2 separate regions of the Columba livia genome follow, and region 1 is linked to region 2. A link is a contact called in public Hi-C data. All regions are on one chromosome and are shown on one strand. Each heading gives the region's core, a stretch centred on a gene start, on an enhancer-like site or on the middle of the called end of the contact. The rest is flanking DNA. Distances are from core to core; before and after follow the strand shown.

Region 1 (2,871 bases), core at 7-2,506, 67 kb after region 2:
TTTACATTGTTTGTTCGTACAGATTAAAATAGAGAGTTACTGGGCAGATAAACAGTGTTTCCTTCCATGACAATGTCGTCTAGAAGTTAAGAGAGTAGCATGGGACAATATATGCCTATGCTTCATTTTTGGCTACATCACCCCAACTCCCTGTGTAACCTGGAGCAGAACATTTTTATCCAGTGCTTCAGAGCACCTAAATGGTAACATTTTTGTTCCGTTGTTCCTATCTGTATAATGGGGATAATACATCTTTCTGCTCTCAAAGAGTGAAGAAGGCACATCCAGTTTGCAGCAGCTTTTCTCAGTTGGCTGTCAATGCAGAGGGACGCAACTCTTGCAGTTCCTCTCCTCGCTGGATACCTGTGTGCCCTCCGGCCACTCACCAGCCTCCAAAAACTGAAGGGTCTTCAGAAGGTCTGAATCAGAAGCAGCAACTTGTGATGAGCCCAGCAATTCCCATCTACACTTAACTGTGAGTCAACTCAAATGCAGTGATTTCAGTCATGTGCCCTTTCACAGTTCAGCTGAACTTCACAAAATAATAGATGCAGCTTTAAATAGATTTACAGTGCAGATTGCTGATTGGAGTGTTGGGCAGATTAACTTATTCCTCATTGTTTTTCTGTTCCAAAATTCAATGGATTCCATATTTGTAAAAGAGGGAATGCAGAAGCCTAAGTCAGAAAGTGGGCTATGACTGGAACTAAACTTATTTATTAACCTATTTTGGTTGCGTGTCAAAGAAAGGAAGCTATTATGCTGTCGGTTTGTGGGATGTTAATGGGAGCTCTGGGCATAATTCTTCTGTGTTGGTGTGTGAATAAACCCTGCTGATAGATAAGCTGTTTGTCCGATAGTAACTTTTTCTCTTTCCTTGAAAAAGAGAAGATGAGAGAAAAAAAGAAAATAGAGAGAAATAGATAAAATATGTATAGAGAAAGATAAATCTATATAGAGAGAAATATAGAGAAAGAAAATAGAAAATAGAGAAAGAAAACAAAAAAAAAAGAAAATGAAAAAAGGAAAAGGAAAGAGGAAAAAGGAAAAAGAAAAGAAAGAGAAAACAGAAATAAGAAGAGGGAAAAAGAAAAGGAAAAGGAAGAAAAAGAAAAAGAAAAAGAAAAAGAAAAAGAAAAAGAAAAAGAAAAAGAAAAAGAAAAAGAAAAAGAAAAAGAAAAAGAAAAAGAAAAAGAAAAAGGAAAAGAAAAAGAAAAAGAAAAAGAAAAAGAAAAAGAGAAAGAAAAAGAAAAAAAGAAAAAGAGAAGACCTTGCCCTCTGTGGTCACTTTAGTCCTTCTTGCTGCATCCTGGGGTAGGAAAAGGTTAAACACTCAACAACATTTTTCTCTTCTTAGCAAGTTAGAGAACTGTACATCAGACACATTGTCTGCCAAATGCTTCATTTACTACCAGCTGCATTTTTACTTTGTTGAGAGATAGCTGAAATAAAATCACTGTTCTTTGTGCAAACGGCATGCTAAATAATGTACGGCTACAAGATTATTAAATAGCAAAGGCATTTGATAATATTAGAGTCAACCACAAGTCCCACTTCTGCTGATGCACAGAATTTTGAGTAATTAGTCATTGCACAGAGTGTTGTATTTATATCCCCTTGAGCCTCAGACGTTAGGCCACAAAGTCAGGAGACAAAGAATTGCTGTTATTAGGAGGACTGTTTTGGATTTATTTATATTATAAGGCTTTATTTCAGCGTCCACTTCACTCCTCTGGCTCAGGCTTCCTCCAAACCAGAAGATACAGCTAAGTCAGAGACTTTTAGTGTAAACCATATTTTTACAGACAAGACCTCTCAACTTCAAGCAGAAGAACTTCAATGAGTTTGCAAAGCCCCCAAAGAAGCACAACTGGCCTGAGGTTAGATGACAAGCCTGGGAAAAAGGCCTCCCAGGTTCTGTTCTGACCTCTAACAGACTTCTCATGGTTTATATGCAATGCATTAATAGCAGCTCCAATTCATGGATGGACAAATTGGGATACAAAGAAGACAAGTAACCCTCCCAAGGATTTACAGCAAGTCTTTTGCAGAGCCCTGGAACTCTTACTCAGTCCTTTGTTCAAATTGCTAAACCACACTGCCTTCTTTAGACCACAATTACTGCACAGGCCTGAATATTGTGACATATCTAAAATTATGTAGCTATACACTTATACGAGGCTTTATTAAAATAAAGATTGTGTAACATCTTCAGAGTTCAATACAAAGCTGCTCAGTGAGTGCTCTACTGCTTAAAGACAGCCTTTTAAATTCTCTCCCACAGTAAAAGAACCAGATCTAATATATCGTAATAAGAAATCAGAGGGAGTTCATAGGATTTGAACACAAAACATCTGATGACAAATTCATATTGTAGCAATGAGCCTTCATTTTGCAGAACTGACATGGAAAAATAATGGTAACATTTATGATTATGACAAATAGTATGTATCATCTGTCTCTGAGAATGTCGCACAGAGAAGGACTATACAGAATAAATCATACACTCGTGTCAAATTTCAGGCATAACCGAGTAGATCAAATTTTGAATTTTATCATGTCTCAAAAATTAATTTCCTGTTTATAAGCACGGCACCTCAACCTGTCATTTCCATAGCTTCCCTCAGCAGGTTGTGCACTCTCTCTACCCAAAAAGCACAGCCAGACAGGTAGACTGCTGCTAATGTAAGAAATTATAGGGGAGTTTTTTAGCTTGTGCTTAGAAACACTGTGAAGTTAAACATTCTGGCTTTTCCATGAGATTTAAAAGGGAGGCCACGGGTTTGCTGTGATTACTAGGGCCACCACTGTGAAAAGTGATTCCAAATTTTCATTTCAATATTGTGTGCCCAAGTGCCTCCACGTGCCTCT
Region 2 (2,800 bases), core at 243-2,742:
TCAGCTGTGAATCACTAACACTCTCATGTCTGTCCTGTACATGATCTGGCAGACCCAAGGAACAGTGTAAAGCCCAGGACTCTCCTGTGACTGACAACCTCGTGTCCACCTTGAAGAAAGGGAGCCTGAACCACCTGCTCCTCATGGTAAGCGACACCGCAGGTCTTCAGAGCTGGGAGCCATTGCTCTGTCCTGTCTGTCTGACATCAGTCACACAATGTCATTTTGCAGAGGCAAAAAAGACACATGGGGATGATGGGACTGGCACAGCAATTGTAGGCCCATTCCTGCAGCACATACAGGACCTTAAGTGTGTCCCAAATTACAAAGTACACTTTGATTTCCTCTGGTAGTAATAGCTGGTTTTCCCTGTAACTACTCCAGGCATGTTACGTGGAAGCGTAGGGTATTTATTTACAGTTTTAGCCTTCAGACGTCTCCTCTTCACCTATGGGTAGGATAGCATCCTCTTTATCTATGGGTTGGATAGCATCCTCTGTCCATTCAGCCATCTTGCTTCAGCAGTGGAACATGAGCAGCAGTAGCTGGTCTTAAATTTTACAGGAGACCCTCAGCTACAAAGTCAAAATCTCAAGCTGTAAAAAAAAAACAAAAAACAAAAAACCAAAAAAACCCAAACACAAAACTTTTGTTCACATAAACTTGTCCATAAAAATTCTATTGTGTAGTTGTTCATATAAAACAATACAGTGTGTACATCGTGGGTGCAAGGGACAGCCTCTAAACAGTCTGGACAATGTCTGGATTTAAGTTATGGTTCACTGTACCAGAGGCATCTGAATCAGCATGAGATAAAACTTGCTGCCTAAAGACCTGACTCTGCATGGCATGTAATGCTGGGACACCCACAGAAGACTGTCGCTCTGTTCAGCAGATCTTCCATGCTAGCAGGGCAGTCTGAGCTCAACAAGCTTGCTCGGCAGGACCCTGACGCTGACTTGCCTGGCCCACGAGCCAGGCTGACACTTTTAAATCAGGAGGGGATATATAATGGCTGGTGAGAAGGCTGGGGAACAGTGCCCTGACAGCTGCAGTTAGTGCCTGACGGATGCTAAGAGGCCCACAAAACCACAGCCCTAGGCTTGTCTCCAAGCTGCCCATGGCCCGTGTGTGAGCAGGAGCTTATGTCTTCACATCTGAAGACCTGAGCCAAAAGCCAGAGCAATATGCTCTGTGATTGATGCCACTGACTCAAAAGGAAATGACCCACTCCTGGATCACTCTGCAGGAACTGCTGCAGGGGTGCAGTCACACATATGCACGGCCAGGGAAGGCACTCTAACCGAAAGCATCTGCAAACCGCTCCCCAGCGGGGCTCAGCCCGGCCGTGTCCTGCCAGGGCTGCCAGGAGGCCCGAGGGAGCCAAGGGGCCAAGAAAGGAGCGCAGCCCACACTGACAGCAGCTCTGTGCCAACGGCCGGTGAGGGAAGACCCGCTCGTCCCTTAACCCGGGCAGGAAGACACTTTCCCGCCTAAAAGAACCAAATAAATATATATATATATATATTTATATTAATCATTTTAAAAAACCACCTCCCGGGGCCTGTATCCCGCTGTCCCTCGTCCCCGCGCTCCGAGAGCCGCCCTCCCGCCCTCGCAGCGGCCCGTTCCCTCAGCGGGGCTCCTCGGCCGGGCTCCTGAGGCGACGCCGCCCGCACCCGGCAGGGGGCAGCAGCGGCGCGTACACCAACGGCCGGCCGGGCCCGCGCAACGGCCCTAACGGCCGGCGGGGCGCGGCCTCCCGTCCCGGCCTCTGCCCGCCCCGGGGCCCGCCGGCCGCCGCCGGGCACCCCGCACCCCTTCGGGGAGCAGCCGCCTCGCCTGGCGGCGGGCCGACGCGGCGTCGGGCTGGCGCGGCTCGGCCGGGCGAGAGGGGTGAGGCCGTGCCCTGAGGCGGCCCGGGGCAGAGGCGGCTGCCCAGCGGCACCCGGGTGTCCGCAGGGCGCTCTGGAGCCCTGCAGCCCCGACACCCTGCCTGGTATCGCCACCTCCTAACAGGGCCACCTGGAGGAACCCCGAGCTCGACCACAGCAGCACTGGTGCCCGTTGGAGAGCATGCAGCCACCAAAAACGTCTCGGTCCCCTTCTCCCTCGGGGAAGGGGTATCTCCAGATTTCCCGTCACTACACTGCCCGGCGGCATTGAGCCTCAGGGGACCATGGCCTCAGCTGCCTCCCTGCTTTACCCCGAGGCCTCAGCCAAACACACCGATCCAGGATTTGGGTTCATGGTTGCCTTCACACACACTTTTCTGAGCTTCCCTCACTTCGGTGCAATCCCTTCTTGTAACTGTTGGGACATCCAGGCCGGTTGCAAGACCACGTGTGCAAGTCCCTGCCAAGATTTTCCCATTGTCACGGCTTGCTGAGTTCCTTCCCTTCCTCCACCCACCAAATCCTGCTGGGTTACTGGAAACACTGCAGCCCTAATGTACCAGTGCCTTCAGGCCACCTATGGCAGAAAGGGATTTTTCCAGGAAAAGTACTTAATCACAGTCATTCCCGACTTCTGCTTCGCCACTTGCGACTGCTTCTGCTCCCATACTGAAAAGGGGTGATGACCTATTTTGAAAGCATAAGCTACTAGAGAGGGGAGAAATAATAAAATAAAATAAAATAAAATAAAATAAAATAAAATAAAATAAAATAATTTTTAAAAGCTAGGTGAATCTGTGTTCTCCAAGCTACAGGACACAGCCAAGCTGGCCAACCTGGTCCATATGAAACCCACTCTAGTCACTAACTTGGTCACTTTGTGGTGACCCGCCAGCAGGTGTGCA

The links. Hi-C and Micro-C count contacts between places; a contact is called where the count stands out from the background.
Region 1: a Hi-C map of liver shows a contact between it and region 2, with 2.2 times the contacts expected there. The contact joins two enhancer-like sites. A contact is called at or near these places in 2 of 2 Hi-C or Micro-C datasets (crop and liver).

What each region holds. Positions count from the first base shown.
Region 1 is chr3:90,848,660-90,851,530 of bColLiv1.pat.W.v2, forward strand. All of the region lies in intron 7 of RBKS (ribokinase), which reads right to left. Among named protein-coding and RNA genes, the nearest start is that of MRPL33, 21 kb to the left of the region's middle. Within about 2 kb of position 1,257, at least 1 of the 3 cell types and tissues checked has an H3K27ac peak away from gene starts, as active enhancers do.
Region 2 is chr3:90,781,814-90,784,613 of bColLiv1.pat.W.v2, forward strand. LOC110359766 (a long non-coding RNA gene) reads left to right here. Exons shown (of 3, transcript XR_010471551.1): 1 at 1-146; 2 at 1,250-2,800. Among named protein-coding and RNA genes, the nearest start is that of TRNASTOP-UCA, 19 kb to the right of the region's middle. Within about 2 kb of position 1,493, at least 1 of the 3 cell types and tissues checked has an H3K27ac peak away from gene starts, as active enhancers do.